Linked DNA regions of Mus musculus: all the other regions are linked to region 1. The links are chromatin contacts, called in public Hi-C and promoter capture Hi-C maps. All regions are on one chromosome and are shown on one strand. Each heading gives the region's core, a stretch centred on a gene start, on an enhancer-like site or on the middle of the called end of the contact. The rest is flanking DNA. Distances are from core to core; before and after follow the strand shown.

Evidence for each region. Promoter capture Hi-C pulls out the DNA fragments that hold promoters and counts their contacts. A called contact is a pair of places that touch in the nucleus more often than the background predicts.
Region 2: a contact with region 1 is called in a promoter capture Hi-C map of pre-B cells. The contact joins the promoter of Ercc1 here to the promoter of Nop53 in region 1. A contact is called at or near these places in 3 of 39 promoter capture datasets (maxillary cranial neural crest, pre-B cells and second pharyngeal arch cranial neural crest).
Region 3: a promoter capture Hi-C map of maxillary cranial neural crest shows a contact between it and region 1. The contact joins the promoter of Rnf225 here to the promoter of Nop53 in region 1. A contact is called at or near these places in 4 of 39 promoter capture datasets (cranial neural crest, frontonasal cranial neural crest, maxillary cranial neural crest and 1 more).
Region 4: a contact with region 1 is called in a Hi-C map of B cells, with 7 read pairs. The contact joins the promoter of Trappc6a here to the promoter of Nop53 in region 1. A contact is called at or near these places in 1 of 39 promoter capture datasets (frontonasal cranial neural crest) and 1 of 484 Hi-C or Micro-C datasets (B cells).
Region 5: a Hi-C map of B cells shows a contact between it and region 1, with 9 read pairs. The contact joins the promoter of Mypop here to the promoter of Nop53 in region 1. A contact is called at or near these places in 1 of 39 promoter capture datasets (cranial neural crest) and 1 of 484 Hi-C or Micro-C datasets (B cells).

What each region holds. Positions count from the first base shown.
Region 1 is chr7:15,943,799-15,948,322 of GRCm38.p6, reverse strand. Nop53 (NOP53 ribosome biogenesis factor) reads left to right here and starts at 2,215. Exons shown (of 13, transcript NM_133831.3): 1 at 2,215-2,493; 2 at 2,969-3,033. The coding sequence starts at 2,270. It overlaps Gm24576 (a long non-coding RNA gene), which reads right to left and starts at 2,230. Exons shown (of 2, transcript XR_391165.4): 1 at 2,023-2,230; 2 at 533-1,862. It also overlaps a transcript of Ehd2 not described here.
Region 2 is chr7:19,341,846-19,346,481 of GRCm38.p6, reverse strand. It overlaps Ercc1 (excision repair cross-complementing rodent repair deficiency, complementation group 1), which reads right to left and starts at 1,411. Exons shown (of 10, transcript NM_007948.2): 1 at 1,286-1,411; 2 at 765-876. The coding sequence starts at 869.
Region 3 is chr7:12,925,282-12,929,800 of GRCm38.p6, reverse strand. Rnf225 (ring finger protein 225) reads right to left here and starts at 2,385. Exons shown (of 2, transcript NM_029809.2): 1 at 2,335-2,385; 2 at 1-1,916. The coding sequence starts at 1,905. The coding sequence ends at 907. It overlaps Rps5 (ribosomal protein S5), which reads right to left. Exons shown (of 6, transcript NM_009095.2): 3 at 4,200-4,409; 4 at 3,936-4,064; 5 at 3,307-3,405; 6 at 3,115-3,229. The coding sequence ends at 3,161.
Region 4 is chr7:19,507,038-19,511,121 of GRCm38.p6, reverse strand. It overlaps Trappc6a (trafficking protein particle complex 6A), which reads right to left and starts at 2,452. Exons shown (of 6, transcript NM_025960.4): 1 at 2,290-2,452. The coding sequence starts at 2,373. Bloc1s3 (biogenesis of lysosomal organelles complex-1, subunit 3) reads left to right here and starts at 2,752. Exons shown (of 2, transcript NM_177692.4): 1 at 2,752-2,817; 2 at 3,512-4,084. The coding sequence starts at 3,521.
Region 5 is chr7:18,988,405-18,992,706 of GRCm38.p6, reverse strand. Mypop (Myb-related transcription factor, partner of profilin) reads right to left here and starts at 1,462. Exons shown (of 3, transcript NM_145579.3): 1 at 1,353-1,462; 2 at 87-875. The coding sequence starts at 597. It overlaps Nanos2 (nanos C2HC-type zinc finger 2), which reads right to left. Exons shown (of 1, transcript NM_194064.2): 1 at 3,745-4,302.

The DNA.
Region 1 (4,524 bases), core at 966-3,465:
GCAGTGTGTGCTCAAGTCATTAATCCCAGAACAGAGGCAGAGGCAGGTGGTGGATCTGTGAACTGGAGGGCAGCCTGGTCTACAGAGTGAGTTCCAGGACAGCTAGGGCTACACCGAGAAACCCTGTATCGAAAGATAAAGGTGTGGTGTGGCTAGGGCTGTAGTTAACAGTACTTGCCCTGCTTACACGGGGCTCAGTTTCCCACCTTTTGCATGACCTGAAAACAAAACCCTTTGTAGATCTCTTTGGATGACTACCACTTTCCAGGGGCCTGGGGATGGGGGATGGGTGTGGAGGCAGTGATAGTTGGCTGGCACTTGGATGCTAGGCACCAATATTCTAGATTTGGACCTTTAAAACTGAGTTCATGCATGCACAGGTCTGTGGATCACAGATGTGATGGGGTCTGGAGATTGAAACAGGGTCCTCTGGAAGAGCAGCCAGTGCTTTTAACATCTCTTCAGGCCACATACTCAGCTTTTAATGATAAGTTTAACCGCTGAATAATCTCTCCAGGCCAATTACTCAGCCTTTTTTTTGTTAAGTTTTGGGAACTTAAATTCAGGTCTTTATTGTTTGCCCAGAAAGCTCTCTTACCCACTGAGCCATTCCCCAACCCTTGTTTTTCATTTTGAGACAGTCTCTCTACCCTAAACTCATTCTGCTGTCCAGGGTGGCCTATGAACTTGCCATCCTCCTGCCTCAGTGCCTCTTGAGTAGGTAGGTAAGGTTAAAAATGAACAGCACTACCCAGCTATTTTTTTTTCTTTTAGAGTGTGTGTGTGTGTGTGTGTGTGTGTGTTTTATACAGGCAATTCCATTGGCCTGCTTTCAGGGACCCAGCCAGTGCTTACATCATGACCTACGGCAGCCAGATGTACCAGTAGATGTAAGGACCCACCTGCCACCCCAGCTCTCTCTCTCTGATCTCCACCACCAATGTTCCCTCTCCTTCTCTGTCCCCTCTCTCTGCCCTCATGATTCTGCCCCCCATCTGTCTGCCTGTCTATCTGTCCACTTGTCTGCCTCTGTCCCTTCACCAAGTCCCACAGTACTCTTGCGTTCCCCCCAATAAACCTTTACACTAGGTCTGTTTTATGGTGTAACTTCTCAGGGGTACACCTTGGCCAGGCCCTCCAAAAATACTCCCTTGCCACATTATATTTCATAACGGCGTGTAAGCATATATGCCACCACAGCATACCTTGTGAAGGTCAAGAACAAACAGCTTGCAGGTATTGGCTTTTTCCAACATATGGGTTATGAGGATTAATCTGAGGCTTGGCAGCAACAGCCTTTCTCTACTGAGGTATCTTGGCAGCCCCACACCCAGCATCTTCTTTAATAAAAAGAGTTAAAGAAAATTTGACTGGACTCCGTCCCTTGGCAGTTACTATTTGGGAAGGAGGGGTGTCCTTCAATGGCATACACACTGGTCAGTTGCCTCTGATCTAGTAACTAACTCTTCACTCATTGCTGGTACAAAAAATCCTAGTAAATCCAGTACGTCACAAAACTACAAAGACACAAGGGAGGAGGGCATTTGGGGGAAAGAAGGGTAGTTCAGTAGGAGTGAGAAGGCAAAGGGAAGCAAAAATGGCAAGGCACGTATGAAACTGGTCTACAGAGTGAGTTCCAGGACAGCCAGGGTTATACAGAGAAACCCTCTCCCGAAAAACCAAACCAAGAAAGCAAGCAAGCAAGCAAGCAAACAAAAAACTTGTATAACTAACAAAATGGTTTGAGTAAAATTTTATGATACCGGGTAAGGTAAATTACTCAGAGTGAGAACCAAGAATCCACATAGCCTACTCCCTACCAACCCGAAATTGCAGGTCGAATCTCTGAATTCGAGGTCAGCCTGGTCTACAGAGTGAGTTAACAGACAGCTAGGCTACACAAAGAAACCCTGCCTTTTGTTGTTGTTGTTTTGTTTTTTCAAGACAGGGTTTCTCTGTGTAGCCCTGGCTGTCCTGGAACTCAGTCTGTAGACCAGGCTGGCCTCGAACTCAGAAATCCACCTGCCTCTGCCTCCCGAGTGCTGGGATTAAAGGCGTGCGTCACCACGCCCGGCTCGAACATTTTTAAAATAAGAAGAGACTGAACGTGATGATTTATCCTTTTGCCAAGACGTAAAACTCTCTATGTAAAAACTACGCTTTATCAAGATGGTCGCAAACAGGAAGTGCGTCATATTACGTCACTCGAGACGCGCACGTTCCAAACCGGATATCGGAGTTAGAGCGACTAAGCTCTTCCTTTAAGAAGATGGCTGCGGGTGGTAACAGGGACGGTGAGAAGCGCGGCTCGAGAAGCCAGGCGGACTCTGGCTTCCTGGGGCTGCGGCCGACCTCGGTGGATCCCGCTCTGAGGCGGCGGCGGCGGGGCCCCAGAAACAAGAAGCGCGGCTGGAGGAGGCTCGCCGAGGAGCCGCTGGGGTTAGAGGTCGACCAGTTCCTGGAAGACGTCCGGCTACAGGAGCGCACGACCGGGTACGTGGGGCGGGACTTCCGGTGGCGTGGCCGTGCGCTTTGCGACCTGGTGCTAGACGGACCGGGCATCCCGGCTCGGTGTGGGAGACCTATCAATAGTATCTTTAACAAATAAGCGTGCGAAAATCCCAACAAAGTTTAAGTTTTCCCCTAGTTTTTTTTAAAATTTGAAACAGGGCCTCACTATGTAGGACGACCTGGCACTCGGTATGTAGACAAGCCTGGCTCCGAACTCAAGTTTCCTCTGCCGCCGGAGTGCTGGCATTAAAACCTTTTGCTACAGAGTTTGAATTTCAAGTGAAAGAGAATAAAGTACGTTCACCCCATCGTGGTACATTTTAAATTCTGTGTGAAAGCTCCAGGTGTAGCCCATGGTTTGAGGAAGAGTTGGGATGGGCCCAAAAAGTTAGACCCCTAAGGGTCTGTTATCTTTCCAGCATTACTTTGGCAAATAGTCTGCATTTTTATCCTTCAGTGGCTTGTTGGCAGAGGCCCCAAACGAAAAGCTCTTCTTCGTGGACACAGGATTCAAGAGAAAAGGTGAGGAGTGCTCTTATGAAGTTGTGTGCTGGTGGTTCTCTGAGTCTTGCACCCGTGAGATCTGCATTGATGACATAATTTAAAGCAAAGCACACACACACACTCTCTCTCTCTTTCTCTCTCTCTCATTTTGGAAACAGTCTTGATCACAAGTTTGGAGGGGAGGGGGGATCGAGACAGGGTTTCTCTGTGTATCCCTGGCTGTCCTGGAACTCACTCTGTAGACCAGGCTGGCCTTGAACTCAGAAATCCACCTGTCCCTGCCTCCCCGAGTCAGTGCTGGGTGTGGTTCATCACCACAGTCTTACCATGTATACCATATTGGCCTCAAACTTAGATCTGCTTGCCTCTGCCTCCTGAGTGCTGGAAATAAAGGTATGCTTTACCACTGGAGACTAGAAGGGGCAGTCTTTAGTATAAAGAATTACTTTGAATGGCTTTGAAACAAGCTTGAGATGATTAAGAAAGGTGACCTGTTGTTCATTTTTGTTTGGTTTTATTGAGCTGTATCATTCAGCTTTTTTTTTTTTTGTCCCCCTTCCCCAAAGAATATGATAGCAAGCATGATAACCCACAACGTTAATTTCTCTGAGTTGCAGGCCAGCCTGGTCTACATAGTGAGCTCCAGGACAGCCAGGCCTACACAATGAGACCTTGTCTCAAAACAGAGAGAACAAGAGGATCTCTTTTAGCCAGGAGGAAGGAAACATGTCTTGGCAAGATGGCTTTACTCCAGCAGAACTTGGGCTGGGACCTGCTGGGACATGAAAATAAGGGCAAGTTAGGGATTGCTTTGCTGAGTGGGGTTTTCACCAAGGAGGCAGAAAAACACTTAAAATGGGAAGCCTGGTTCAGCAGGTACTGAAAACAAGCCAGTGCCTGGTCCAGCAGGACAGCCAGTGGCTTTGCAGAACAAGCTGGCAGCTTTGCCAGCAGCCAGGCACTTTAGTATGCACGATGTGAGTCAAGGGGTCCTGTTCATGAAAACCTTCTTGACAAGGTCGGGAGAACCCAGGGAAGCTGTGTGGGGACCCGGGGACGTTAACATCTAAGGTAATGGGTTCCATCTGCCCCACTCAGGCCAGGTCATGGAGTTTTAAATCTAGGTTCTGTGTGCAAGGGGAAACATGGCGTTTATCATTCTGAGTTATGTTCATTTTTGATTCAGTAATAGCTATGCTTTGTTTTTGTTTTGAGACAAGGTCTTCTTCTGTACGTAGGCTACCTAAAAGGTCACGGTGTGGCCCAGGCTGGCCTGGAACTTAACGTCCTCCTACCTCAGCCTCCCAAGTGCTTGGATTACAGGTAGGAGCCAACTGGCCAACCTATAGCGTTTTATCCATAAAAGAAGCTAGCGTTCACTTTTTGTTTTTACATTCATTTCTAGTTAGGGTGTGCATGTGCTTGAATGAGCGCACACCATCTAGGATGTGCCCTGGCATGTGTGTGGCTGGAGGGTACCATGTCTGAGTCAGTTCTTCCCCCATGATC
Region 2 (4,636 bases), core at 162-2,661, 3.4 Mb before region 1:
GAGACAGGAGGATTGCTGCAAGTTTTAGGTCATAGCAAGGCTCAAGAAAGAAAAAAAGAAAGAAAAGAAAAGAAAGAAGGAAGGGGGGGCAGGCAAGATGGCTCAGTGGGTAAAGGTACTTGCCAGCTTCGTGACCTCACTCAGTTCAGTCCTGAGGATCTACACAGTACAAGGATAAAATCAAGTCCCACGGGTTATCTTTTGCCCTTCACAGGAGCTTCACAGCACTCATCCATGTGTGTACAGACAGCACAAAGACATGTTTTAGAGGCCAGAGAGATGCCTTCTCAGTTAAGAGCACTGGCTGCTCTTCAAGAGGATCTGGATTCAATTCCAGGTCTAGGGGAGCCAATGACTTCTGGCCTCTGCAGGTCTACATGCATGTAGTGCACAGACATACAGGCATGCAAAACATCCACACAAAAAACAAAAGGATGTTCCATTGCTATAACCTCAGCACTTGGGAAGTGGAGATGGGAGGAACTGGATTTAAGGCCAACCCTAGCTACACATCAATTTCAAGGCTAGCCCAGGAAACATGTGACCCAATCGAAGACCCAAACTAAACAAACAAAAGCTATCACTGGCCATTGCCCAGCTGCCAGCCTCTCCCTTAACCACCCTGTCATGCCATTTTACCAACGGGCAAACCGAGGATTGCAGAGCATGGCAGGTTATTTTTCCAAAGCAACCCAAGCCTAAACTCACACCGTAGTCCCAGGGATCCTTTTAACTCCCAAGAGCCCCCAAGTCTTCGCTCTTACCCCTGCACAGGGCACCTCTTCTTCCTCCAGTGGGATAACAAACTTCCTCCTGGTGGGTGGTCCTGAGGGCTGTGGCCGACTTTCCTCGTCCTTCCCAGGGTCCATCTGGGGCCTGAAAGGCGTGGCGACATCGTCGTAGGCATTTCCATATTCCAGAGGGAAACTCTGGCTCACAGTGGTATCCCCACCCCATCCCACAAAAGGTTGCCCGGTTCGCTAGCGTTAGGTTCCAGAGGACCAACCAGTGGGCCCGCCCCTTTCCTCCTTCTCACTCCGGATTGGTCTACGGGTCTTATAGCCCCGCCTACCTGCTATTACTCCCGCACGACACTCGCTCAGAGGCAATTGGCCCCGCCCCCAGGGGCACACCTGGATGCTTTCGCCTCGCCCAGTCCCGGCCTAGTCTCAGCCTCCGCAATGATTGGCTTCTTCCGCTGCCAATCATCAATCCCCGGCCTCCATCCACCTCCACCCTGTCCCTCTCGGTCCTAGCTCTGCGTCTAAGCACTGCCAAAACTCACCTGGTCTTTCCCGATGCCTAGAAGGAAATACCACGGGGGGAAACAGAGGCGACACAACGCCAGCACAGCCAGCACAACTCCTGCTAGACTCACTTCCGGCCGCTCTGGCCCTTCGCTCGTCTCGCTGCTCCCCGGAGGAGTTAGAGCGGGGAACTCTATTCGCGCTGCTCTCTATGGTCCTGGAGGACCGCTGTGGTTTGGGGCGGATGGAAGCTTGTGCATCTTGGTACCTGGGAGACTTTGACTTCAAGTAGTTGTGTTCCAAGGCCCTCTTGAGCGCTTCCCAGACTCCAGATCCGGCTCAGTGATGATCAAAGGAGGTGGGGGAGGGAAAGGAGGAAAGGAGAGAGAGACAGAGACAAAGAGAGAGAGAGACAGAGAGAGAGAGAGAGAGAGAGAGAGGAGGGAGGTGAGATTTCAGAGGACGCCCTCCCTGTAAGCGTGGGTGGACTCAGCCCACAGACATTGACTCACTCATTCTAAGCCATTCCCCACTTGCATCCCAAGCAGGGACTGATACCGACAGCTGTGGCTTAAAGTCCAGTGGGACAGTCAGACAGGGACAACCCAGAGCGGGCAGGGTCGGGAAGGGAGAGCCCAGAGGACATTGAGCCCGTGTTAGGGGGCACCTGACCCAGCTGGGGTGTGAGGACGGGCTTCCTGAAGGAAGGGACACCTGTGTTCCGAGACCTGGGCCCCATGAATGACTTAGTATGACTCATTTCCTGGAAGGACAGTTTCACCCCGTTCCAACTTGTAGTTCTGTGATTGCTAAGGAAATAGTTTAATGGTCTTATATATTTTTTGTTCTTGCTCATTTCCTTTGCCTATTCCTTTTAACAAAGATTGGCTCATATCCTTTGCCCATTTTTTCGAAATGAGCAATTCAACGGTTTTTTAAATTAAAAAGGGGGAGGAAAAGGAGATGAGCATCTTTTGATTACCGCCCATTTGTTGGAGTGATGCTTAAGGGCTGATGCTGTTAGTCACTTCATTAGGCTGCAAATCTTTCCTTCGAGTTCATACTTTTAAAAATTCTCCATTTAAAATTTTGCATGCATTTACCAACGTATTCTCCATTTTCTTTTGGTCTTCGTGTATTGAGAGAGGGCACGCCCAAAGGTCATCATATGTAATCCCTCTATATCTTTTTTAATGTTTTCCTAGTTGTGAGGTGTGTGTGTGTGTGTGTGTGTGTGTGTGTGTGTACAAGCACATGCCTACGCTGTGAATTCTAGGCAGAGACACTACTATTGAGCCATGGCCCCAGGCCTTTGGAAGTGTGATACAAAACAGAACTATTAATAGTAGCCAGGCGAAATGGCTCACACATTTAATCCCAACACACGAGGCAGAGACAGGCGGATCTCGGTGAGTTCGAGGACAGCATGACCTACAGAGTGATTTCCAGGTCAGCCAGAGCTACAAAATAAGATCCTGACTCAAAACTAGTTAATTTATCAAATTTAATAGTAAGTAACCGTTGATCCTAGGAAGGAAAGGGGTTGAGCTGCCAAGGAATCAGAGTGCCGTGCATAAGCCTTGCCATTAGAGGGCGCGCCTGAACCGTGTGTTCTGTGAAGGAAGCGCTGACAGAGGCAAGTTCCCACTGAATGCCTTAGTTTCTCTACCTGGAATCATTTGCTGAGGTTAAAAGGGTGCAGTAAGACCGCAGTGAGTGGTGGCAACCACCAGCACGCATGTAAACCCAGCACCGAGAACGCTGAGGCAGGAGGACTGGAGCAAGTTCCAAACTAGCTTATGTCCTACTTAGTGACTTCCAGCCCAGCCTGTGCCACAAAGCAAGACCCTGAACAAAACAAACAAAAAAACCAAAACCTCTGGATGTATTGGTGTCAACCCTAACACTGGAGAAGCAGAAGCAGGCGATCTATGTGAGTTCAAGGGCAGCCTGATCTATACAGTGACTTCCATATCAGCCAGGGATACATAGGAAGACTCTCCCACTACCCCCTCCCCCATGAAAAAAGAACCAGGGACTGGAGAAATGGCTCAGAAGTTAAGAACACTGACTACTCTTGCTGAGGACTAGATTCACAGCATTCACAACCATCTGTGACTCCAGTTGCAGGGGATCTGACGCCCTTTTCAGACCTCCTAAGGTACCAAGTACACAGAACACTCATACACATAAAACAAAACAGAATTACATGCCATTTAAAAAATAAAATACAAGGACGCGTGTCTCTGAATCTCTGAAATGTCAGAGAGCGAGCGTGTGTGAGATACCAAGCTAAGTAGAATCCTAACTCCGTGTGTGAGATGTGTTTCTCCCACAGGGCAAAGGTATCCCAAGTCTTGAACCTGCAACTCTCGTCTCTACCGCCAGGGGTCGCCTGCGCCCCGCTATTATAGGATTCTCGGGTGGGTTGGGAAGGACCACGCGGGATGCTCAGGACCCAGCGGGAAGGCGGCGAGCATCCCTACCGCAGCCAACCTGCGTCCCGACCGCCCACGGCTGTGACTTTGAGTCGTTTGCATTAGTCAAGGGCGGGAAAAGTTCCTCCTAGTTCTTCAGCATCCCCAAGTTTGCTTTCTGTGTTCAATTTCTGCACTGAGCCTTGCATATCCAGATCGAGGTCCTCCCACTCGGGGGCTTTGAGTTCAAATGATCCCACTTTGAGTTCAAATGATCTCTCTTAGCATCCCGGTCAAGCTTTCCTCCTGGGTTTCTTCCTCCTGTATCAAGTACGGTTCTGTTCCCCTCTGCACTCCAGAAGGGATGGAGAACTGGGGGCTTGGACTAAAAAGGAGCTGGACAGCTGGAGACCCTCAAAGGTTCCGCCTGCGGCGGCGAGGGTGGGGGACCACAGTGACCAGGCCGGCGTCCCCACCCGCCTCTAAACTTAGCCGCGGTGACGGCGATCGCGGCGGGCCGGGGACACAGGGGGCCCGAGCAGAGAGGGGGGCTGGCTCGCCTCGGCTGTGAGAGCTTCTATTTATAGTGCCCGGAGCCCGAAATAGCGTGGAGCAGAGCGGCCTGGATGACGCGGGAGCCGCCCGGGGCTGACTCACCCGGCCCGGAGTGGAGGCCCCCGGATGGGGGGACAGTGGAGCGCACCGGACCCGACCCCCGCGCCTTCACGGACACCTCTTCTACTACTGCACCTCAATGTGTCCACTGGGACAATGTGTCCGTGGATGAATAGATACACAGCAAAAGATGTTTGTAGCAGAGGCACTGCAGTTGGATTAAGGGAAGAACTTCCACCAAAGAAATTGGACCAGGTAGGAACACGTGCTTCTCACTAGGAGGAGTACTGAAATGTTTTAGGCATGGCGGCGCAGACTCATTGACCACAGACAGCCATCGTTCCATAACGTGTCTTC
Region 3 (4,519 bases), core at 1,136-3,635, 3.0 Mb after region 1:
TACCACAGAGGTGAACACTGGAAAGACTTAGACTTTAGCTGAGGCAGAAGGAAGGCTACGCAGAGCTGATGGAGCCCGGGAGTAGCTAACAGCATTTCTCATGTTAGCTAGGGAGGACCAGACCTTCCCTCATTGAATATTTCTGTCTGAGCTACAGGAGGCCTTGGCTCTCTAAGCCTTGATGACAACAATTAGTCCACAACATATTGCATCAGACCCAGGAACCGAAGTCCAGAGAAGTTCCTAGATCAATTTGGAATTGACATCTCAATTGGGAGCCAGTCTTCAGGAGTCAAGGCTTTCCCCAGCCCTAGCCAGTCCACATTCGCCCCTCCAATTTGGAATCTTGGTCAGGTGTGCAAGTGCTGAAGTTTACAGACTGGCTGTGGGAAGGAGGATGCATGAGCAGAACAGCTGTTTTGTGCTACCCAGATGGGTGCCCCAAGCCCCTGCGGCGAGCCCAAAGGATGAGTAGATCAGATCCTTCAGTCCCCAGAGCTGGCCAGGAGTGTCTCCAGCAGGGGTCTGTGCTGGTATAACTTAAAGTGCTCCTAACAGCCTTCCATCAAGACCAATGCTAAAGGACCCTGACACAGTTCTGTGTAGATGACACTGGGGAAGAGGCCGGCTGGACTTCCACAGAGATGAACATCAGGGGCACCCCATCTAGACCTACAAAGGTATGCCGTTCATTAAGGTCATGGCCAGAGAGAGTACCTTTAGCTGGATGGTCACGGGAATTAAAGATGTCCTCAGAGGATTCTTGTAGCATGGTTTGAAAGAGTTCATGTCTTTCCAGTCCCCAATTCCGAGAAATGGGCACTTTAGTATGCATTTTGTTACTGCCTTCCGGGATGACACAGAAGTCCCTCAGGCCAGGAGACTGGGCCTGCAGCGTGGAGGCATTTATTGCTGCAATTGCACCTTCTTCCCATCAGCCTGAGCCTTCGGGTTCCAGTTAAGATCAATCTCTGCCTTTGGTGTTTGATCTGGTGGTAAATCCGGGATCCCCTGAGTCTCTACTGGGTCTTTGGTAGCCTCCTCAAGCTCGGGCGTGTCCTTGGTAGCCTCTGGCAGGGTATCGTCCAGGTCCAGGTCAGGCTTTGTGGGGCGTCGTGTCCAGGCATGGGTCCAGGGCGCCACTGGCGTGGGCCGCGGTGAAACCCAGAAGTCATTTTCGGGGGCCAGCGCCACAGTCTGAGGCCGCACACCGGAATTGGTGACATGAGGAATGAGGAAAAAGATGTACACACCAGAAACCACGAGACCCGCGGCCACCAGCACAGCTAGCGCCACTGCTGCGTTGAAAGCCCATGCTGGACTGCTCAGGGACAGGCGACGTGACAGCGGGCGGCCGAGGCGAAGCGGGGGTGGAGGCGGTGGGGCACGCACTGTGCGGCTCTTTCGCGGCCCGGGAGACGGCGGTGGTGGCCGCAGGTACAGGAGACCCCGGCGTCGGTCAAAGCGCACAGAACCCTGGCGTGGCAGTGGCGCGCGCGCATCGCGAGGCAGCAAACCGGGCTGTGTGGGCAGAGCGGGCAGCCCCCGGCGCGGGGCCAAGCGTGTGGGCGCGCGGCACATGGGGCAAGCCACTGCATCGCCGCCACCCGCAGTAGCCAGCGACAGGCGTGCCAGGCACTCGAGACAGAATACGTGACCGCAGTCCAGGCGTTTAGGCAGCTTGAAAATGCCGTCGAAGGGTGACACGCAGATAAGACATTCCATGGGGGATGTAGGGGGCAGAATGGGGCCTGAGCCAGGGGTGCCATCGCCCTCCTCCTCTTCTGCATCCTCGTCTTCGCCTCTGCTAGGGGAGTTAGGAGCAGAGACGGTACTTGGGGAGCTGGGGCCAGAGCCCTGGGATGTTCGGTGGCGGCGGAGCCAGGGCAGCCGAGGACACGGCATTCAGACTGGACCTATGGAGAGAAGAGCTTAGGTAGGAACCTGGAGGTTGTTGACAGACTGACAAAATTTCAGAGAGGAGCAGAGTAGGTCTAAGGAAGCAAAAAAGCGAGGGCAGGGAGTCCTTGTTTGGACCCACTGTCGCCAAAGGTCTAGAGAGAAACTGGGTAAGACTGAAGCAGTTTCAAAGATGTAGAGGATACATCTCTGGAGAGATACAAGAGGATCAACTCCAACCTTGAGTAAGAATAGTCCCGGAGTAATTAAGACTCCAGGGAACACTCACTATATTAATCTGTCACCTGGACCACTGCACCCCCAAGCCGGCGTTGAGGTGCCCAATAGCTGAGAAGAAAAGTAGTAAATTCAGGTTATGAGAGCTAACTCCTCAAACAGAAACAACTGACTCTGGTCACTTTGCAAGACACCCACCTGTAGACACCTTTCCTTGTGCGGGATTGCAGCGTCTCTTCCGTTCTGACCCCAATTTCTGGCTTGTCTGCCACTAGGTAGCTAAGTGCTCCTCCCTGAAGGAGTACACCTGACCTTAGGCCAACCCTCTAGGTTCCCACATACCTGTTAAACCAGTCTAGCCACTCGCCCCGCCCCCAGGCCCCTCCTACTAGCATGAATAGTCTGATCTATAACAGATGCTGGGGTGGGTTGTCTGCTAATAGAACAAGACCATGGACCACTCTTCAAAGCCTTTAGTACTGGTCTCCATAGGGGCACTTGAAGCCTGTACACAAACCACACTATGGGAGTGAACAAACTAGATCCACCTAGACCAGACCAACACAAGTTCCTCATCCCCAATACTTGTTGGGTCTTCCCTGGGCACCAGGCTTACACCCTCTTACTAGCACTAGTTCTGAGGTGCTACAATTCTGCAGGCACTCGTCATGAAAATAATAGTTCCAGGGCTAGAAAGATGGCTCAGCAGTTAAGAGCACTGATTGCACTTCCGAGGGTCCTGAGTACAAGTCCCCAGCAACCATATGGTGGCTCACACCCATCCATAATGAGATCTGACTCCCTCTTCTGGAGTATCTGGAGACAGCTACAGTGTACTGTACTTACATAATAAATCTTTAAGAAAATACAATTTTCTTTTTGTTTACTGGTGAATGCCATGCCAGGGAGGTGAGCTGCATCCTCTATACCATGGGAGGTACCCTATGCCCTAAATGATTAGACAAGCACACAGGAAGGTATAGTTGTTCCAAAGGACACAGTTTATTAGGCAGCAGCTGGGAAATCAGCGGTTAGACTTGGCCACACGCTCCAGTTCATCTTTCTTCTTGATGGCATAGGAATTGGAGGAGCCCTGCAAGGACAGATGGTTAGCTCTGAATGCTGGACAAACTCCCAAATGCCCAACCCAAGTGGTATGCCCTGACCCACCTTGGCAGCATTAATGAGCTCATCTGCAAGGCACTCGGCGATGGTCTTGATGTTCCGGAAAGCAGCCTCACGAGCCCCTGTGCACAGCAGCCAGATGGCCTAGACAAGACAGACAGGGCTCAGGCCTCAAACGGTCCCTCCTGCCAGTGACCTGGGACCCACCTCAACAGATACCATATACTTACTACTTTAGGGAGTTGATACCTTATCAGATAGCTGATCTGAGAGGGCTGAGAAAACAAGGGCCCCAACTAACAAAGAGACTTAAGAACTGCCAGCAAAATATTTGATGCTTTTGACTGGAACCCTTGATGTCCCCATGGTACTCAGGTATCAAGCAATCCACCCTGTGCCTTTCAAGTAGCTAAAATTACAGGTAGGTACGTGTACCACCACAAAATAGACTCAAACAAATCAAGAAGAAACAAAACAAAGCCTGTTGTGAAAGTATACACTAGGGATGAGATGAACCAGACTGGGAAGGCTGGACTACCATCTGCCTCATACCGAGTGGAAATCCAGGAAGGTTTCCTGGAGGAAGTGAGGTTCCTGGTAAAACATGCAAGACAGGACCCCACCCACTTGTGCTGATGGCTCCTACCCCACCCCTTCACAAGCCTCTGACCCACCTGATTCACTCGACGCAGTGGGGACACATCCACAGCCTGTCGTCTCACTGTACCGGCCCGCCCAATGCGTGTTGAGTCTTCTCGGGGGCCACTGTTGATGATAGCATTCACCAGGACCTGCAGAGGGTTCTGGCAGAAAAGGGAGGCGTGAGCCTGATATCCACCCCCAACCTTTTCAACCCTAAACAAGGTGGCGGTGTCCCAGGTAATGAACCTGGCATGTATACCATGAAGCTTTGGTATGAATCAAGGACAAAACCTTACCTCACCAGTGAGCAGGTGGATGATCTCAAAGGCATGCTTGACAATTCGCACAGTCATGAGCTTCTTGCCGTTGTTACGACCATGCATCATCATGGAGTTAGTAAGGCGCTCCACGATGGGACATTGTGCTTTGCGGAAGCGCTTGGCAGCATACCGTCCGGCACTGTGGGGCAGGTACTTGGCATACTTCTCCTTCACAGCAATGTAATCCTGGGTGGTAAAGAGAGAAGCACGAAGGAGTAGTCAGTAGTGGGACCAGCCTCAGATAGATTAGAGGAGACTGAGAACTGACTCAAGCCATGGCATGTCCCCAGCAGGTT
Region 4 (4,084 bases), core at 1,203-3,702, 3.6 Mb before region 1:
GAAATGTGATCTGTGCTGGGACATGTGACATACAATAAAAAGCAAAGATCAGGGCCAGGCAGTGTTGGCGCACGCCTTTAATCCTAGCACTCAGGAGGCAGAGGCAGGCGGATTTCTGAGTTCTAGGCCAGCCTGGTCTACAGAGTGAGTTCCAGGACAGCCAGGGCTACACAAGAGAAGCCCTGTCTCGAAAAGAAAAAAAAAAAAAAAAAGCAACGATCAGTTGGGTCAGGCAGGCCTCTACCCAGGGACGAATTCTGGAGGCGAGGGGCTGAGTATATTTTTTTGATTCTCCCCGGGGCCTGTGAAGATTCCAAAACCCCAGTCCTGAAAATCCAAGACAAGTCATTTGCCTCAGGTGTTGTTCTAAAGACCTGAGCACTTGACCTCTACAGGTAAAATTGCAAAAGTCCTTTTATGAAATGAAGTGTTTACATAATAGCCCACACACATTCTCCCACAGATCTTGCTTTATTTTGTTGTGTTAAGGATAAAACCTAGCTCATCCCTGTGCCATTCTAAGCAGGTGCTATTTTGCTGAGCCACACCCACAACTCCTCACTGAAGGATTCTAGGCAGGGGCTCTACCACTGAACTACAACCCCAGCCCCTCACTGGGGGATTCTAGGCAGGAGCTGCACTGCTGAGCCAAACCCTAGCTTTCTTATAGACTATAAATCCTTTCTAGATGATTATAATGCTAATACAATGTAATTACTATATAGTTATACCATACTGTTTAGAAAAAAATTTTAAAGTTTGTAAATAATCACTAGAGACGTATTAATTAACTAAATTAACTAAAACGACATCTCTGCATCCAATTCCAGCCCTTGGGAAGTGCAGGCAGCAGGATCGCATGTGTGAGAGTGGAACAGTATATAAGTGAGATGAGATATCCTTTGTTGTTTTTTTTTTTTTTTTTTTTTAAGACACGGTTTCTCTGTATAGCCCTGGCTGTCCTGGAATTCACTCTATAGACTAGGCTGGCCTCAAACTCAAAAATCCGCCTGCCTCTGCCTCCCAAGTGCTGGGATTAAAGGCGTGCGCCACCACTGATGCAGCACTCTGGGATGCAGAGGCTGACTGTACCACACTGGAGGCGCAATGTGCAAACCAGACACGGGAGGGCCCATAATCCTAGTACTTTTCAGGCAGAGGCAGGAGGATCACCAGAAGCCAGCTTGGGTCATACAGTGAAAACCTGCTTCAAGAGTCGGGTTGGCGTAGGGATACTCAGGGAAGAAAAGAGAGAGCAGAGCAGTCTCTGCAGCAGGTCTTGAACTCCCACACAGTCATGGAAGTTCAAACTGCCATGTAGCCTATAAAATCAGGGAGGCAGCCGGGCGTGGTGGCACACGCCTTTAATCCCAGCACTTGGGAGGCAGAGGCAGGTGAATTTCTGAGTTGAGGCTAGCCTGGTCTACAGAGTGAGTTCCAGGACAGCCAGGGCTACACAGAGAAACCCTGTTTCGAACCCCCCCACCCCCACCCTCCCAAAAAATCAGGGAGGCTCCTGAGACCTGATGATCGGGCCACACTCCCACTAACTCTATTACCTCAGCTGTAGGGCCCCCAGTACGGACACAGTCGGTGGCAGCAGTTAGGAGCTACGAGGAGAGCCCTGGGCAAGCTCATATCTGTGCAGGCTCACAGAAAGCTATTTTAATCTCTTTATTAGAGTCAAGGTGACACAGAGCAGAGAGGAAGCAGGCTCCCTCCTTCCCAGAGCATGTGCCTCTGCACAAAGCAGCTTCTTCATGACCTCCCTAGGATGAGAAGGAAGACAATGGGAGGTGGATGGGAGTATGACACACAGGAAGGCACAAAGGAACACATAAGTGGTGGTAACTATTATTGATTACAATATTTCAGTGATCCCAGCGCCACCTTCCACATTACCGGGTGGGGTCTTTACTCATTACAGGGGCAAATCCATACTAAAAAACTCACTGTGTGCTGGGGTGTAGCGCGATCAGCACGCACTTTATCCAGCACACAGGCAGAGGGGACAGATGAGACCGGGTATGGTTGAGGGTGCATTTTCTAAGGAGGAAACGGAAGGATAGGAAGATTAAAGATGTTGAGTTGCATACTAAGTGGGTGGTGAGGCGAGCCCTCATCTGAGCCCAATAACAGCCAATTACCCTAATTATCAACGGCGCCCCAGGACGAGGCCTAGAACTGAGCGCCTTGACCCAAGTCATCTCGCTCCGCCTCAGCAATGACCTGCCATAAGGCTCGATCACACCCCACTTCTCCACCCCGAGGCCACGGCGTGCCGCTCACCCCCGAGCCTGGGTCCGGGTCCGGGGCCCACAGCTCCGCCACCATCTCGGTGTGCAGAAACTCGAATAGCACCGCGTCCGCCATACGCCGCCTCGCGACCCTCACGCCTGGCCAACGCTTCCGGCTCCCATTGGTCAGCTCGGGAGGTAGGCCCGATCTGATTGGTGATCCTATTTAGCTCCGCCTGCTTCTTGAAAGCCAGGAGGCGGGTCCACCGAGCCCCTTCCTTGGCCGCGCTGTTAACATCTTCCGCCCTTTCTTCGCTTCCCTCCCTGCTCCCGAGTCTTCGGACATCCAATTGGCTGAGTCTCTGATTCCTGTGAGGGTCCAAGATTAAAAAAAATAAATTTACGCGTCAAACGGAATTTTCCTAAATACATAAGCAAATAAATAAATAAACCCACACTACGGAAGCGACTTGTCTAACCGCTTTCCTATTGGCCATAACTCGGCTCACGTGACGCTGCGAGAGACCGGCTCACTTCCGCCAGGCAGCGGACCCCTTGGGCTCGGAGCCTCGGAGACCCGGTATGGCCTTCCTTCCGGGACTCTGGTGTCGGTGGCTCTTGTTAAGGGTCCCCTCGGGCGGCTGTCCTTTCTGTTTGCCCTGGTGCCTATTGCGGCCAAGTGCTCGCTGGCCAGGAGGACAGTGGAGGGTGTGGCCTGTGCTGGTGGGACTCTGGGAACTCTTGGTTACAAAGCTTTTAAAACTTACTTTATTATTGTCAGTATTATTTTGAGACAAGTTCTCACTATGTATGTAATGTTGGATGGCCTGGCACTATTGAGGATCAGGCTGATCTCGAACTCACAGAGATCTTCCTGCCTCTCCTCCGGTGCTGGGAATTAAAGTCATTATTATTATTTTATATTAGTTAATGTATATATACGCGTGCGTCTCTAGCACGCGTGTAGAGCTCAGAGGACAACTGTACGGGCCTCAGTTCGCTTCTTCCACCATGTGGGTCCCTGGGTTCGAACTCTTGGCGTCAGGTTTGATTGCAAGTGCCTTTTCCCAGCTGAGCCATCTCGTGTGACCTAGTTCTAAGGCTTTGCCTGGACGGTCCTTGATGTCCCCGGTGTGCACACAAATGATACAGAGGTGCACAATTCCAACCCATGTGTACACGAGGAAACTGAGGCCCAAGTCAGGACTCGCTGGGGATGGCGGTGAAGGGGCTGGGACTCGGGACCTCACGTCCGCTCAATTCCTCTTCTCCAGCTCCGTGCCATGGAGTCATCCCAGGGTCGGCGGAGAAGGCCGGGGACAGTGGTACCTGGGGAAGCTGCGGAGACCGACTCGGAGCTGTCTGCATCCTCGTCCGAGGAGGAACTATACCTGGGTCCCTCGGGCCCTACGCGCGGCCGTCCCACGGGGCTGCGTGTGGCCGGGGAGGCGGCGGAGACCGACTCGGAGCCTGAGCCCGAGCCCACGGTTGTGCCGGTCGACCTGCCCCCGCTCGTGGTGCAGCGCGATCCGGCGGAGACTTGGGGCACGGAGGAGACCCCTGCCATGGCGCCTGCGCGCTCGCTGCTGCAGCTCCGGTTGGCTGAGAGCCAGACGCGCCTGGACCACGACGTAGCGGCTGCGGTGAGCGGCGTGTACCGCCGTGCGGGTCGCGATGTGGCCGCCCTGGCGGGGAGGCTGGCGGCTGCTCAGGCCACCGGGCTGGCAGCCGCCCACAGCGTGCGCCTGGCGCGCGGGGACCTCTGCGCGCTCGCCGAGCGCCTGGATATCGTGGCTGGCTGTCGCTTGCTGCCGGACATACGAGGGGTCCCTGGTATGGAGCCCGAG
Region 5 (4,302 bases), core at 213-2,712, 3.0 Mb before region 1:
CACGCCTGACCGATCTGGGCGTGAACAACGCACTGTAGGCTTCAGGAGTGCTGGTAGTTGTTAAAGAAACTGGCTTTGGGACTCACCTGCCCGTCGATCCTGCCTGCGGTCCTCTGACAACACATACCGTTGTGTACTAGCGGTCGAAGCCTGCGGCTGTGAAGAGGCGGCTGCCCGGGACTCCTCAGCCCCAGAGCCAGCCCCCGGCCCCGCCACACCCGGTCCCAGGATGGCGAAAATAGTCTCCTCCTCCGCAGAGAAGGCGTCCTCAGCGGCGGGCCCCGCGCCCTGCGTGGAATGCGGCACGCGGGCCAGCTTCTCCTTGGTGCGGCGCTTGAAGTCGTTCCAACGCTTCTGAACCTCCTGGCCCGTGCGTTTCCAGCTGGTGATGCCGTTGATTTTGGTGGCGATGCTGTCCCACACTCGCCGCCGCTCGGCCACGCTCACCCGACGGCTCTGCGCGCCGTAGAGCTGAGGGTAGTGGGCGCGCACCTCTCGGATCAGGATCTGGTTCTCCTCGAAGGAGAAGCGCGGCTTGCGGAGTCGGGTGGTCTCCTCCGCTTCGCCCGGCGCCGCCGCCGCGGTCGCCGAGGCCATGGCGCCCCCAGACGCCACCGATCGGCTGCCTGGCGCATGGGGGGCGCCGGCTCTGCGGGCAAAGGGCGAACAGCGCTGGCGGTGGCTCGGTGTCCCCGTGTCGCCCCGACACGGGCTCCTCTGGTCCCCTGTGCAAAAGTGGTGATGGGAGCGGCGAGGTGCTGAATGCAATCAAAGGTGCTTCCTCGTAGGTGACACCCGCCCAGTGCCCATCTTGTGCTTCACGCGGCCGCTAGTGCCTCGCGGAGGAGTTGATGGGTACTGGGGGGACGGACGGTCTGGAAGGATGGAGGGAAATGAGCAAAAGTGGAAGGGAAAAGGGTGCCACAGCAGGAGTTAGAGGAGAACGGGGGCGCAGTAGAACAGGACAGGGCAAGAGTAACGGGGATGCCCAGGGGGTCGAACATGCATGATGCTGGGAAGTGATGCCAACTGGGCAATGCAGCAGACGGGGCATCCAGATCAGAGAGGAGCGCTGGGGGTTCCCAGGGTAGTGGGTGTCAGTTCTAGGGTCCCTGAGAGAGGATGTCCAAGAATAAAGATGAAATGGAACCTTCTAGTTAAGACGGCAAAATATTAAAGCTGAGGGTCTGCAGGGATTATGGGGGTGCTGGGATTGCTGGGGAAAGAAGGGGAGTTGTGGAGATAACGGGGGTCCGAGATAAGAGGGGGGACCCCCGAGGCTTTTTTTGGACTCCAGGAAGAGTGATGGAGCACAGAGGATGGGGACCCCAGTTGGGCCGCGGGTCACTCACCGTGCCGCCGCAGCCCCTGCCTGCCGGTGGGTCAGGGCTTCGGCTTCTGCGGCCTCTTCCCTCCCCCCCTACTTCTCCCTCCCCCTCTGGGCCCCGCCCCCAGTAGCATTGAGAGCCAAGACGCATGCGCGCCGGGCGAACGCGGTCTCCAGATACCCTGACAGAGCTGCGTTCTCTGAGCCGTGTCTCCCAGCACTGCGCAAGCGCAGAACTTCCCGTCGCCTTGCTTTACCAGAAGGACACAGCTGCGCAGCCGCACATTTAGCGCTGAAGTAGGTTCCCTGGGCTCTGGTGCTCAATTGCGCATGTGCAAACCTACAGCGCGCATGCGTGTCACTGGCACCTTGCCTGCGATGGTACCCAGGACTAAATCCCAGTGCGGGCGCAGTAGAGAGAGAGATGCTGAAGAGAGCGCTAGGACCAAGCGGAGTTTCTTCCCTTTGAGTAGTCCTTTAGCCTACTAAGCAAAGTCTTATTTTGAGAAAGGGGAGAAGAGCTTCATTTCCATGACAACTGCGTGGGTGGGGGCTGGGGGCGTTAGGAAACCTTGCCCACGCCCAATCCCTCCTCTGCGCAGGACCACTCGGAAACTACCTCCTACGGACTGAGGCGGGGCACCTGGAAATATTCCCCGCCCATGCAGAGGCGGTAACCATAGCAACCCAGCAACCTCCCAATGGTGCCTGGGAGGCCCCCTGTCCACAATTTGACGTCATGGCTCGGAGAGGGAGTTCAAAGGCAGGAATTTCTTGAAGGGTGGGGATGGCGATCCTAGAAAAGCGCAGAGCAGGAGTGATTCGAGAGCACCACTTGAATGAACTGGATGGCCGGATGGCAGGGTGAAAATTTTCAGTGCCCGCAGTTTCAAGGTCATTGGGTAAACGGCGCTTCGTTCATCTTTCCGACAGTTACACATAAGCTCTCACATATCCATATAAAAGGCAAATTGTGTTCACTACCAAAAAATTGTTTCTGAGGGCATCTTACTAAGTATCCCAAGCTGGCATTGAACATGCAGCAGTATCTCTGCAGTCACCAGCGAGGCTAGAAAAAAGACAGGATATGTGCGGACATTACACATAAGGAAAAGATGACATTTGTATTAAGACCCGAAGCAGAGAGGGAGGGCTGGAGCTCAGCAGTTACCATCTCTCCCGGGAACACCAGAGTTAGGATCTCTGTATCCAAAGGCGGGGGCTCATAACCATCCTTAGCTCCAGCACTGTTGCCCTCTGCTGGCACCAGGCATGGACATGGTGGACAAACATACAAGCAGGCAAAACACTCATATACATAAAAGGGAGAAAATTTCTTTTTCTTTTTTTTTTCTTTTTGGTGTGGGTGTGTGTGGTTGGTTCCTTTTTGTTTTTGAGATACGGGGTTTTTTGTTTGTTTGTTTTTGTAACCTTGATTGTCCTGGAACTAGCGCTGTGGTGGAGGATGACCCCGAAATCACTGAGATCGGCCTGCCTCAAGAGTTTGGGGACTTATTAAAGGCCAGCCACACTACCACCGGCCTAAGATTGGGTTTTAATTATGTATATGCATGTGGGTGCTGGTGCCGTGGTTGAGAGGATCTTGCAGCTGGGTCCACCTGCTTCTGACTCTGGAGTTCTGGGATTAAAGGGGTGCTGCTACTCCCCGATGCTGGCTTATACTTTTTTTTCCCCTAACCGTTTTGTGATAGGGAGCCCAAAGTTTAAAATCTATCAAAACTCAGACCTAGTAGTTCCTAGTCTCACAAGATGGAAGGGAACCCATGGGTGACCAGAACTATAGAGCCCTAGGTTCAATCTCCGGTAAAGAGGAAAAAAAAGAGAAGGGAGGGAGGGAGGGAGGACTCAAGGGACTGTTGAGATGGCCCAATGGGTGAAAGGCGCTTGCCACTAAGCTTGTGACCTGAGTTCAGTCCCCACGTGGTAGAAAGTGGACTCCCTTGAATTATTTGACTATTGTCTGGATGTTGTACCCCCTCTCTCCAGCCCTCCTCCCTCTTTTTAAGACAGGGTTTCTCTGTGTAGCCCTGACTGTCCTGCAACTCTGTAGACTAGGCTGGCCTTGAATTGATAAGAGAGATCTACCTGTCTCTGCCTCCCGAATGCTAGAATTAAAGGCATACACCCACAACTTGCCTTTCCACACTTTTTTTTCCTCTATTTTTAATTTTAAAAGTGTCTAGGTGGAGGCTGAGAATTATTTGGGAACCTGTTCCCAGTCAGACGACTTGTGTTGGAAGACAATATGAGATAGGTCTGGGCGGCAGTTCTGGACCCCCTCCTGCCCCTCTTACGGTTCCCAGGGTTTTAGGCGGCCCTTCAGTTCCCTCTTGTGCTCTCTCTCCCAGCACCCAAAGGCACCCGCCCACTAACTTGGCCAATGGAATTCAAAGACAGTAGACTAACAACGCTTTATTCAGCAGCAGACACCCCTCCTCCACCCTCATCCCATTTCCAAGCCAACCTCCTAGATAGCATAAAACCCAACTGGCATTCTTCTCTGCCCCTAAAATTAAAACCTAAGCAGTCATCAGTCCCATGAGGTCTCAGACTCTTCTCACCATGGGACACACACTGACGTAACACACTCAACTATATTGGATGGGTAGAAGAGAGAGAATGTCTCTCACCCACCGGGAGTCAGGGATCCATCAACGAGTGGGGCTGGGGGCAGGAATAGAGTGAACCATGGTTAGTGATGAAGTGAAATCTGTGGGCTTCTGCTCACCCGAGGCAGTCTGAAGTTACAAAGGTCTGGCAGCCTTCCCAGAGGGTCCCAACCCTCCTCTAGTTCCTGTAACCTTCCTCTTATTCCTGATGGACATGGCCATGTTCAAGGAACTAAGGAGCTGAACGTGAATGGTCCATGGAGAAGTTTGAGTCTGCAGATGCTGAAAAAAGGTGAAGATAGATGGATGGTCTCATAGTCAGTACCAACATCCACTTCTTGGCAG